4 separate regions of the Mus musculus genome follow, and regions 2, 3 and 4 are each linked to region 1. A link is a contact called in public ChIA-PET and Hi-C data. All regions are on one chromosome and are shown on one strand. Each heading gives the region's core, a stretch centred on a gene start, on an enhancer-like site or on the middle of the called end of the contact. The rest is flanking DNA. Distances are from core to core; before and after follow the strand shown.

Region 1 (3,072 bases), core at 171-2,670:
GATTGCAGGACTTAGCTCTTTTCTTCCACCATGGGTTCCAGGGATCAAACTCATGTCTTCAGCATTGCACGGCAAGCACTTTATCCCCAGATCCATATACTGTCCCAACACATCCAGATACTGTCCCAACACATCGCCTTCTTAAAACTTGGTTATGCAACTTTTCTTGTTTTAACTTTCTGATTTAGCTTATGAGCTGTGACTTAAAAATGCATAAAGATAATATTTCTTCCTCCAAAAAATTCATTACTGGTAAACAAGGAATTAGATTTAATCAAATTTAACTTTTTTAAGTTTCAAAGGACATGTAGAAAGTAAAAAACAAATGTATAGAATAAAATCAAATAATTGTGGTTATATATACAATGGAGGTATGAGTCTAGAATATATCAAGAATCCTTATAACACAGCCGTGAAAGAAAATCCAGTTTGAGTCTGGTGGTGGTGATACACCCTTTTAATCCTAGAACTTGGGAGGCAGAGATAAGTGGATCTCTGAGTTTGAGGCCAGCCTGATCTACAGAGTAAGTTCCAGGATAGCCAAGGTTACATAGAGAAATAATATATATATATATATATATATATTTTTTTTTTTTAAAAAAAAAGAGAAATAATATATTGAGAAATTAAAAAAAGGAATTTGAACGACAGTTATAGAATGTAGACATTCCTATAAAGAGAGCATAAAATGACACATACACTTTTGAAAGACACTTGTACAAACACAGACATCCAGTTGGATAGGATGGTGTGTATCCTTCCTACCAGCACTTGGATCTCTGAGCGTTTGAGGTCAGCCTGGTCGACCTAGTTTCAGGTTAGCTAGAGCCTGTGCACAGTGAGCCCCTGTTTCAAAACCAAAGAACCAAAATTCAAACCTAAACCAATATTAAAGATATCCAGTTATAGGCATAGTCAGACCTCGTCCCGTGTTTGTTACAATTTTTATTACTCATTTTCTTAATGTCTTAAGGCATTTCTTCAGAAATAGTTAATAACATACTAGATGTGAACTTGATCATTTCGGACTTTTATCTATCAAATCCTTTTTGTGCCAGAAAAAAGTTATAACTCCTGACTTTTTTTTAAAATTTCAACAAATAAAAAAAGGGACATTTTTATTAGTTACTAGTCATTGTTAAAATTGAAAAATCCTTAAAGCCATCACTTTATTATTTATTTATTTGCTTACTAAGTACCTAGGGCCTTGGGAATGATAGACTGATCTCTGCCTCAGAAGCACACACCTCAGAAGCACACACACAAAGAAACGGTCCTCCGTTTAAATTCTGTAAATCCCTGAGGTTTGTGGCATTTCTGACCTTGCACTCTCAGTCACCCACCAGAGGCTGCCCGTGACGTGCCACCCCTCGCTCACTCGCTCTCTTCCTCTTTTGCCACACCTTTGGTTCTTCTTACATGCCAAGGGGACGTGTCTTCAGTTGAGGTTTCCTCTCCGTAACTAAGTTCCATTCTTAGCACTGTGTATATAGACTGAAACTCTTGGGTAGAAGCAAACTGGAAAAGAACCCCGAGAAAAGGTAAAACCCACAAGAGTCTAACTGCTTTCACTTTTGTTTTTCTTCTATTTTTAAATAGCATGCTCCAGTCTATTCATACCAATGCCTAGTGGTGTCCAGAAGTCTCAGTTCTGTGGAATATGAGCCTAAAGAAAAGGTAAGGATTTTAAAAATAAAAATAAAATCTCAATGGCCGAGGTGGACTGGTTTTATTTCTTGTTGCCACATGATGTTCAGTGGACTGATTGAATTGTAGTGATATTGTCATTATTTATTGCATTGGTGAAGTGTTGTAGGCTTCTTTTCTGTTTTCCTTCTTTAATATGTGCGTGCATGTGAGCATGTAAGCACGTGTGCATGTGCTCATGTCCTTGTGGAGGCCAGAGGATGATATCTGGGGTCCTGCTCTATCGTTCTCTGACTTAGTCCCTCAAGACAGGGTCTCTCACTGAACCTGCAATTGGGCCTGTAGCAAGCCCCAGGATCCTCGTGTCTCTCCCTCTTGCCATGCCTGGGTTATAGGCACTTGATTGGCCATGCCTAGGCATTATTGTGATTGTTAGAGATTTGAACTCCGATTCCCTTGTGCTCTTACCCAGTGAGTCATCACCCAGCCCCTGTATCACAGGTTTTAGAGAGGCTCAGTCTTTGTTCCATTTTTCATTTGTAGAGTACAACTTGAGTTTGGTAGTGTTTCTCATTAGCATCAAAGGTTTTTAGAATGTGGATTCAGGGCCTGGAGAGATGACTGTAGTGGTTAAGAGTTTGTTTCTCACCACCCACATCTGTCAGCTCGCAACTGCCTCTAACTACATTTCTAAAGGATTCGCCATGTTCTTGTGAGCTATTGAACTGGTTTATGTGTGTGAGGAGGCCTGACCTTCCTTATAATGACCTCCATTCTCGTGTGGGTTGGCTATCTCACTGCAGTGCAGGGGTGTAAGATGTAAATACCTTGGAAGGATTTCTTTTATGCCAGGTTCTCATGGCTGCTTAAGGGGAGGTATGACTCAGTTTCTGCCCCTGGAACATCGTCAGGCTGTTGATCCCCACATGTGCTAATGGTTGCTGCTTCCCTCAAGCTGATCTGCTATCTTTCCTACTTAATTTTCAATCTCTTTCTGGGGAATATATTTCCCCCATTACTCAGAGCTAACCACTCCATAATAAATGAAACAGATGCAGTTCTCAGGAATGAGGAATGGAGGTGGTCATGAGGCTGAGGAGGATGAGGAACAGGCCTTCTGCTTGGCTTTTAGGGCCATGGGAAAAAATCTAGACAACAAAACCACAAAGGCCACGGAAGCCTACATGGTCCTTTGTAGAAATTGTTCATTGTGAAACTTGGCCTTGAACTTGGAATTATGAGGACATACATGTACTCCCCTGTTCAATGACTGCTGTATTAAGTAACCAGTGTGAACTTGGGGACACCAGGGATAGAGAGCTAAAGTGGTCTCAAGAAGAAAAGGTACGGATAGGAAAAGAAGGAGTCTATAAAAAGTAAGCAAATGATAGGTGGGTTTATCTTATAGGAGGAAGGCTTATATAC
Region 2 (3,072 bases), core at 383-2,882, 440 kb after region 1:
GTTATCTGGATTTTTATGTGTGTTTGTTAGGCTTATGTGACGCTGAACTCTTTCTATGACCCAGCCTTCCTTTCCTACATGTGATTCTGAGGCAGAGAGGCTGCTAGAGATCAGGGAGCAGCTAGGCTCAAGGCAGGAAGCCCAGCTGAGAAAGGGTAGCAGACAGGTCTTCAGACAGTTCACTCTCTCATGCCTACACACATCCTGAGGTGCATATCAGTCAAGAATTATAAAGAGTCTTTCTTATAATCTATTTCTTTACACCCCCAGAAGGGAATCATTATTTAAAATAAATAGGCTAATAATAACGAAAGTGTCAATGAGAATCCCTGGAATGGGGCTGTGTCTGTAAAGACTGGCTGATTTCAACTGCAGTGGTATGGAGAGAGAGGGTGGAGTGTTGCAGATCCAGAGACTAATTATTTTGGGCTAACTATTGCTCCCCGAACAGCCATTTCTTGCCCACCTCTTGTGTAGGAAACTAACATCCTGTGACTGATGGATAAAACCCTATAAAAAATCTATTGACTTAGCAGATCACTAACTTCCACCAACCCAAAACCAGTGTCTGAGCCTGTAGCAGGACTTCCTCCATCCTGCTGTAAATGCTTCTTTGAAGTACCAGCCAGTATATTTTAAACTTGCCTTGATTTATAACTTTCTTTGTTGTATAAAACTGTATGACTTTATAAACTCCTTCTACATTGGAACATGGAATTTGGGGCAACCTATAACTGTGACTTGAGGCTGGGATGACTATTCTTGGTTGTCAACATGACTACATCTGAAATTAACTACAACACAAAAGTGGAAGGGCACACCTGTGAGGGATTTTTGCTTAATGTGAACTGGGAAGGTCTACCTCTAATCTGGACTTTTGATATGGGAAGACAGTCCTCTAATCTGGGCCATGCCTCCTGCTGGAAGCCTAGATAAGTACATGAAAGAAGAAGAATTTTCTCTTTGCCTGCTTGCTCTCACCTCAATAGCAAGTCCATTCCTTCACTGGCATTAGAGTCTAGGTCTTTGGGATTCTGGCATTTACTTGAAGACCAACTGAGACATCCAGCTTTGTGGGCCGAATGATTACTGAATTATTGTACCTTTCCTTCATACACAGCCATTGTTGGATTAGCTGGACCACAGCCTGTAATTCATATTAATAAATCCTTTTCACACACACACACACACACACACACACACACACGATTCATTCTGTAAGTTCTGTTACTCTAGAGAACCAAGCTTAATATATAGCCATACTTGATTTTGTCTCCAGAGTAAATTATTACTTACTCCCTTTAAGGTGAGAGTTGTGTTAATGTGCGTCTGCTTATTTTCTGCATGGTCATTAACAATAACAGTTTATCTTTGCCAATTGTGCACACTAACAATAACAGTTTATCTTTGCCAATTGTGCAGCATGTGTCAGAGAAATTGTTCTTTTACAAGCTAATAACAGGAATCTGGTATTCTATTGTGAGAATTCTTTTCCTGGGGAGATGCAAACAATGTCTACCCTTCCCCCATCCCAGTAAGGTCATAGTGACAAACCAAGGTACAGTTCACCCTGGGAAACCAGTGAGTTTCTTAGTTTACTTGTAGAGCAGTGGTTAGGGGATTCCCTAAAAGAGTGTAGGTGACCTCAAAGCAACCACACTAGAAAGTTTTCACCCAGAGTAAATGATGATTTCCATATACCTATGTAAATGGAGCTCGCTTCAGTTAACCCTCCTACTCTTTAAACTATAGCACCTTCTGTTTCTCTAGGCTACACATATTTAGTGCAAAATTGCATGCAAATGTCTAGAAGGGGTATCTGGAACCTCAGTAGGGGTTCACTGACATCCCCCACAACTTCTATGAAGAAACATCAACAGCTTATCATGATGGTTTCTTTTGCAAGGAGGCACAACCAGTCTGATCAAGAAGGTGGCTGCTTTGCTCAGTGGCCGGTGATCTACAATGATGAAGTTTGTTATCAATATTAGTTATGCAGACAGTAAAGTGAAGTATTAGGCATGTGCTGTAGTGTGTTTAAATTCATGTGGAACTTAAGAGTCCATGCTGAGACTTACACCAGACAACAAAAAACTAGAATATCCCAGGAGCTGTCAGTGAGATTTTTATGTTTGTCAAAGAATCACAAGTCAAACCACGAAGCAAGAGATGGGAGGGGATTTTGTGTTAGCCAGATAAACTTCCTGATGGTATATACCTGACAATAGAGCAGATATCCTGAAAGCAGTCATGAGCTACCCCTGTCAAGCATGGGCTGTACAGGCCCCTGACAGGGAGAATGATTTTTGAAAGAAAGTCTTTCCTGCTTTTAGAGGAACATTGATGTAGACCAGCTCATGATCATGTGCAGACTTGAAGATCAGGGTGTTGGTAAAGTGTGATTCTCAAAAAAGGAAAAAGTGACTCTCATATAGAATGAAGCAGTGTGAAAGCTCAATCCAGATTTCCACTAAAGGAACAGAACAGTGGAAAGCAATCTGAATGAGAAATGAGAGGAATTATTTCTACCGGAAAAAAAAAAAAAACAACTTTTTTTTTTTTTTTTGCTTATTAGTTTGGAACAAAACGCATTAGTATCCTATGAGGCAAAAATATTGTAATCTTTAGGCTTGCCTTTTTGTTAGATAGGAACTCTTTGTATCTCCACTAGACAAGGTCTATAGTTGTACGTAATCTCATAGGACTGAGCTCATACCTCAAGTACCAACGAGAAATAACAAGCCCAATACTTAACTGGGCTTCACTGCTTTAAACTGCTTTCCCGTGTTGGTATTTTAAGAGGGACTGAATGAAATTGCCCCAAGTCAGTGAGCTTAAAACACCAGAAATGTATTCCCAGAAGAGTGTAGACATCCAAAATCAAAGTGGCGGCACAGGAGCCCTTCAGAGCCCTTCAGAGCCCTATGCTTTCTCTGCGTTGGGAGTTTCTGGACCACATCGTGCTCCTCAGCTAGAGTGTCACTCTGGGCTTCTGCTCCTGCTAGCCCATAGAACTTGTCTTAGTTACTTTTCCACGGCTGTGAGAAGACACCACGACCAAGGCAAGTTATA
Region 3 (3,072 bases), core at 284-2,783, 360 kb after region 1:
AAAAATTACCAAATAATGTGGCATTGAAACAGGTGAAACAGATGCCCAGCAAGCATACCACTAGGACAAAGAGGGGAGATAGATACCCATGGCTATAGGGGTGGGACAATACAGGGAAGCCTTTGACTGAAGGATGAGTGTTAGTCAAGATGCTGGGTGGTTATTGTTAGCTCAGAGTCTCCAAATAAAATTTCCAGTATTTACTGGCTTCAGATGGGGAATGTTCTAGAGAAGGCTGCTAAGATCATTTGATGTCGTCTTCCTATTGCTACCTTCCCATGGACCATGTCCCTCTTCAAACATGACAGCACTAGTCTGTAGGGCAGAGGGTCCTCTCCCCTAACAAGACCCTGGCCAAGGCCAATAAAGAGTCATCCCATGACTCCTTTTCAAGCTTTGACAGACAGAACTGGAGCTCTCAAAAGTTCTTACTAGATAAAGAAGAAACTTTTATTTGTTTTGGTTTTGATATTTTTTTGATGTAAGATCTTGCATATCCCAGGATGGTCTGCTTTAGCGTTCTGAGTGCTGGAATCACAGACATAAGCCACCACACCTGGCTTGATCCTGTACTTAAAAAAAATTAACCTTTGCAGGGTTTTGGTTTTGGTTTTGGTTCTGTACCACACACTGCCATCCACTAATGACCACCACAGACAGACGTCAGTCCAGCTCACCACTTCACACAGAAGGGTGAATTCTACCACTGAGCCACATTCCTAATCCCAACTTGGTCTGCTTATTTTCCAGTGCTGGAGAGCCAATCTTGGGCCTTTTGCATGCTAAGGACATGGTTTGTAAGTTCACTAGTTTAAATAAAAGGTTCAGTACAAAAAAAAAAAAAATCCACCAATTAACTTTGCAAACTAGCTTTTAGAGAAAAATGCCCTCTATTGTTGAAGTCTGGCCTGCTTACTCAGGGACTTCTCAGAGAAGGTTCAGGAAAATGAGGCCAAACTGCAGAGTTCCTCACTTAGCAAGCACTTCAGTTACAGGAAACAGACCAGGAGAAAGACTTCAATTAGAAGAAATCTTTTAACATAAATAAATGAGCTTGGAGTTAAGCTAAGTTAAAATACACGCACACCTCAAATGGGTTTTAAGCGAGGCTGTAACGTTATAACTCGTTGATTAGAGTTAAACAGCAATAATAACCACGGATAGAATCAAAGGGATGGATCGCCAAAGTTCCAGGCGTTTTACTACTGGTTCCAAAGGAAATCCAGATGTGAAACGGACCAACAGAAGTTGGTTTAGGATTCTTTTTCAGGTTTTGGACTCTTCACACATAAGTGACTCCTAAAGTAAAATTAAAAAAACATTTCTTTTGAAAACCGCTAGCCACATTCCCTTAGGATCTTAAGCTACCTGTTGGAGCTGTCTGTCCCGCGAGAGCAAGCATCAGCTCCGCTCCGGTAGCAGTCACAGCACGGGCCGCCCGGGCAGCTTTCCGGGGTGGGGGTGGGGGGTCAAATGCGCGCTCCGCCCAGCGCGTTCCGCCAGGCAGACCCATACGCCGGGACGCTAGCGGACATTCGCTGGCTGGTGACAGAGTCCCTAAGCCGCCCCCAGGCTCCCAGTCCCAGCCCGCCTCGGCGCCTCACCTGCAGCGGTCGGGGGAATCACGAGGAGCGCGCCCGGACCACGGAGCGGAAATGCCCAGCTGGGCGGGTGTCGCAACCAAACCGCCCCGGGCGGCGCTCCTGCTGGTCTCTCGCCGCTCCGCCCGCCCCGGCAGCGCCACGGAGCGCACCTGGCAGCGCGCACGCCACTCCCCATGTGCCGGAACCGCGCAGGTAAGAACCCGAAGCCACATTCCTCCGAAATGCAAGCAAGCAAGCTCCCCACCACCACTCCCACCACCAGACACGGGCTCGACTGCTCCCACCAGGTTCAGCTCTACATCACACATGCTTTGACTCCACGTTAGACCCAAACACGCCTAAGATTCACTACTTCAGAGAGACTCACCCCTTCACATAGACACTGAGGTGATGCTAAACTCAGATCTGAGGAAGGCTCCACAGGACAATTAAGGCATCGCATCTGCTCGTACATATCCCTACGGGATACAGGTAACTGTAGCAATTCTGCCTACTTACCAACTCTTTTTAAAATAAAACTTGTTTAGGAGCTAATGGAAGAACTAGCTTTCCCCTACATCCTACCCTTAGGACATAAGATGTATGAGAACCAAAAGCTGAGGGCAATTTTTTCTCTAGAGATCTTTATCATGGAAGGATGTTCCTATGGCAGAATGCAGGCAGGCGTGATGCTGGAGAGTTCTATATGTCCCTATCGGGATGTGAAAGCAACGTCACAGAGATGGTGAGACTAGAGACCCATTGTCTCCTCATCGAGACCCAAATTAACTATATGACTACTGCTTTTCCTTTCATCATTTCCCATCCCTTTGACTTTGTGTATGTGGAGTACTTGAAATCGTGTTATATTCTTGGTTTTCACGTAGCATCAAATGATGCTGAAGTGGTTGTATTTTAAATAGATGTCCAAGTCTACAAGAACCCTGAACAATCATCACATTTATAAACCACCAATTTTATAGAAAGAGGACCATGAGAAGGAAAATGGGGTCTTAAAGGAGGGCCTGGGAAGGGGAGAAACAGGGAGTAATAGGATTACACATGACATCAAAGATGGGCAGGGATGAGGGAAGGAGGCATGGAGAGAAGAACAAAGCAGTACTACGAAAGTCTCAGAGCCACTCATAATGCGGCAAGCTAATTTACAAAACTAAATCGTTGAAGAAGAAGGTTAAGGGTCTAAGTATGCTTGAAGTTACTCCTTTACCACAATCTCATTTTACAGTGGAGAAATCAATAAAACCAGTAGTGGTCCCATTGTATTTACTGGAAGCAACTGGGGCACAAAGTAAATAAGCAACTAATCCCAGGTTCCAGGTAAATATGGTAAAATCAGATTCATCTGTCTTTGATAGTCACTGAACCTTTAAAAATGACTTATGATATCTTAGTTAGGGTTTCTATCGCTGTGAAGAGACACCATGACCACAGCAACTCTTATAAAGGGAACCATCTAACTGGAGCTGGC
Region 4 (3,072 bases), core at 390-2,889, 270 kb after region 1:
GCACAGCATTTAATACCTTGTAGGATTTTCTCCCTTGGTCTGTGACAGGATACCCAAAGAGATGAACAAGTTGTCAGATTGTAGTCAGCATCCCGTGTGCATGAGAAGTAACTTTCCCAAGCTAGCATTTTTTTTTCTTTTTTAGAGACATGGTTTCTCTGGGTAGCCCTGACTGTCTTGGAACTCACTCTGTAGACCAGGCTAACCTCAAACTGAGAAATCCACCTGCCTCTGCCTCTCAAGTGGTAGCATTAAAGGCGTGCGCCACCACCGCCCGGCTGCTAGCATATTTTTTAATGATGCGTATTCTCATTTGTGAGAGACAATTCAGGTAATTCCTAGGATCCCAATGCTAATTACCTGAGTTAGTTATCAGGCATCAAAGACACCATTTAAGTGATCTGGTTTGAAATATATCTCCTGTATTTAGCGGTAAGGGAACCAGTGTATAGTTTCTAACAATGAATTTTTAGTTTTCCATGCCCAAAAGATTGTCCCACCACCTTTCTGATTAAGTCATTCAATTAAAACAAACTTTAACATGTGTGGGTGTGTGGGTGCAGAGAGCCCATGCTTGATGAATTCTTGTAGAGTATTCAAAAGCAACTGTTACTCCCTCCTGCAGGTGAGATGATGCCTGTTAGAAACAGGGATGGGGCCCAGTGATTGCAAGCCTTACTGCTGATGTACAGGAGTCCTTTTGACCACTGTGACAGTTCACGGGAGGCAAGAAGGCAGTCAGTTCAACATGATTCAGTAGCCAGTGTTGGTGCAAACTCTGGGAGTCTGACCCTCAATGGTTTATTTTCGGTATATGTAAGCACAACACAATTTTTTTATGATAAATAACTCAATCCCATGTGTACAATAAAACTTAAGGTATGACTACATTGAAACTGTAAAGTACACATGACATTTTTCCATAAAGATGGATTCTATAGATTGACAAACTGATCATAAGGCTCTGTGGAATGATCCAGTGTGGTCTCTGCCACACACAGATAATTAATCACACCTGCTCCTGGCCTTCTAGGTGGAAAACAGGTAATACATCTCTCCCTTTGAAAACACAACCCCATATGGTAAACATGTTTGTTCCCCTAGTACTTACCTGTGAGCAGAAGAACCTTTGTGCACCCCCCCCTACACACACACACACACACACACACACACACACTGCAAAAGAATCCATATAGGGTGCCTACAAATACTTGTAAGTTCAGGTCTAGAGAATCTGACACCTTCTTCTGGACACAAAGCATACACAGACATGCACATATGCACATAAGTAGTAATGTACACAAAAAAGACAAAGGTGGCAGAATTCAGGTGGGTTTGTATTGGGAGGACAGCTGCAGCACCAACATAGTCCAGAGTGTGGCCCTAGCACCAGGCATCTGGGGCTTGGAGTTTTACCAGTGACCCTTTGGCTTTGTTTGTGATGCCTGAATGCCAGGCGAAGAACTCTTAACCCTTGTGGGTTGACTTTTGAGATCTGATGTCCCATGCTGCCAAAGGCCCCTATTTCCCTACTTCTACAGTCATCTGCTTCTGTATTTGGTGGGTGTATTAGTCAGGGTTTCTATTCCTGCACTAACATCATGACCAAGAAGCAGTTGGGGAGGAAAGGGTTTATTCAGCTTTCACTTTCCAAATTGCTGTTCATCACTGAAGGAAGTCAGCCCAGAGATGATACCACCCATAAGGGGCCCTCCCCCTTTGATCACTAATTGAGAAAATGCCTTATAGCTGGATCTCATGGAGGCATTTCCTTACCTGAATCTTCTCTCTGTGATAATTCTAGCTTGTGTCAAGTTGACACAAAACCAGCCACTACAGTGGGAGAGCTTTTTTCCCCAAAGGTAATACTTTTTCCCCAAGTAACTGTTTCTGTTATAGACAGAAAACTAGATTAAACATGCTGTCTGATTTAAAGATTTACCTTCTCAATTAGAACATAATAAACATAATAAAAGCCTTAACCAAATAGAACCTGGCAATGCAGGCCTATAATCCCATCTAGATAGAGGCTGAAGGCAGGCAGATCCCAAGGTCAAGGCAACAAGGGCAACTTAGACCTTGTATTAAAATACAAAATAGATAACCAACTTGAGGCCCATACCATGAGAGGGAACCCATGCCTGACACTGCCTAGATGGCCAGGAACCAGAGGCAGGGCAGCCAGAGACCTAGGAAAGAACCAAACATGACTGGGAGAGAAAAGCTATGAAATGATTCCTCCTGATACTCTGCTATACTCATTGATTGTGCCTAGGCTAGCTGTCATCAGAGGGGTCTTATTCATTCAGCAACTGAGGAGAACAGATGTGGAGACCTACAGAAAAACAGTAGGTAGAACTCTGGAAATTCTGAAGAAAAGGGAGAGGGAGGATTGTAGGAGCCATCAGGGTCAAGGATACTATGAGAACATGGCCCACAGAATTGACTAAGTAGGGATCATGGGGGCTCACAGAGACTGAAGCTACAAACAGTACAGGCCTGAGCTAGGGTCTATCCATATGTTTTATGATTATTAGCTTGATTCCTAGCAGTGAGTAGGGGCATCTCTGACTCTCTTGCCTGTGCTTGAGACCCTTTTCCTCTTACTGAGTTATCTCATACAGCCCAGACTTGATTATGAGGGTTTGTTCAAGTTATATTTTAACTTCTTGTTATTCTGTGTTCAATTGAGATCCCTGGGAGACCTGCTCTTTTTTTTTTTTTTTTTTTTTTTGAGAAACAGAAGAAGAGTGGATCTGGAAGAGGACTAAGAGGAGTGGAGGGAGTGGAAACTGCAGTCAAGATGTAATACATGACAAAAAATGAATAGAAAGTAGAAAGGGGTGATCGTAGTTTAATAGTAGAGCATTTAACCAGCATATACAAGGCTCTAGGTTCAAGTCCTAGAGTATTGTTCGCCAGATAGACAGATAGATAAATAGATAGATAGATAATAAATAGATGGTAGATGGATGATAGATTGATAAATAGACATGACAGATGATAGATGGATAGATAATAGATGATTGGTTGATTATAGATATGTATCTAGTAGGTAGATAGGTGATAGCT

The links. A called contact is a pair of places that touch in the nucleus more often than the background predicts. ChIA-PET counts read pairs in DNA pulled down with a chosen protein or histone mark.
Region 2: an RNA polymerase II ChIA-PET map of memory CD8 T cells shows a contact between it and region 1, with 6 read pairs. The contact joins two enhancer-like sites. A contact is called at or near these places in 1 of 115 datasets of contacts at active chromatin or transcription factors (memory CD8 T cells) and 1 of 9 other capture datasets (adipose tissue).
Region 3: a contact with region 1 is called in an RNA polymerase II ChIA-PET map of memory CD8 T cells, with 32 read pairs. The contact joins the promoter of 4930594M22Rik here to the enhancer-like site in region 1. A contact is called at or near these places in 3 of 39 promoter capture datasets (hippocampal neurons and liver), 1 of 484 Hi-C or Micro-C datasets (liver), 4 of 115 datasets of contacts at active chromatin or transcription factors (the 230-238 cell line, effector CD8 T cells, embryonic stem cells and 1 more) and 3 of 9 other capture datasets (adipose tissue, embryonic stem cells and pancreatic islet).
Region 4: a contact with region 1 is called in a Hi-C map of Th1 cells, with 2.4 times the contacts expected there. The contact joins two enhancer-like sites. A contact is called at or near these places in 1 of 484 Hi-C or Micro-C datasets (Th1 cells) and 3 of 115 datasets of contacts at active chromatin or transcription factors (the 230-238 cell line, CD8 T cells and astrocytes).

What each region holds. Positions count from the first base shown.
Region 1 is chr14:122,556,116-122,559,187 of GRCm38.p6, forward strand. Pcca (propionyl-Coenzyme A carboxylase, alpha polypeptide) reads left to right here. Exons shown (of 24, transcript NM_144844.2): 2 at 1,600-1,677. Among named protein-coding and RNA genes, the nearest start is that of Pcca, 23 kb to the left of the region's middle. Within about 2 kb of position 1,421, at least 82 of the 459 cell types and tissues checked have an H3K27ac peak or open chromatin away from gene starts, as enhancers often do. A contact at or near this core is called in the 230-238 cell line, CD8 T cells, Th1 cells and 2 more, where this site is marked.
Region 2 is chr14:122,996,054-122,999,125 of GRCm38.p6, forward strand. No RefSeq gene overlaps it. Among named protein-coding and RNA genes, the nearest start is that of Tmtc4, 14 kb to the left of the region's middle. Within about 2 kb of position 1,633, at least 13 of the 459 cell types and tissues checked have an H3K27ac peak or open chromatin away from gene starts, as enhancers often do. A contact at or near this core is called in memory CD8 T cells, where this site is marked.
Region 3 is chr14:122,911,497-122,914,568 of GRCm38.p6, forward strand. It overlaps 4930594M22Rik (RIKEN cDNA 4930594M22 gene), which reads left to right and starts at 1,534. Exons shown (of 2, transcript NR_155287.1): 1 at 1,534-1,796. It overlaps Ggact (gamma-glutamylamine cyclotransferase), which reads right to left and starts at 1,669. Exons shown (of 3, transcript NM_145466.2): 1 at 1,605-1,669.
Region 4 is chr14:122,829,047-122,832,118 of GRCm38.p6, forward strand. All of the region lies in intron 21 of Pcca (propionyl-Coenzyme A carboxylase, alpha polypeptide), which reads left to right. Among named protein-coding and RNA genes, the nearest start is that of Gm46488, 80 kb to the right of the region's middle. Within about 2 kb of position 1,640, at least 12 of the 459 cell types and tissues checked have an H3K27ac peak or open chromatin away from gene starts, as enhancers often do. A contact at or near this core is called in CD8 T cells and Th1 cells, where this site is marked.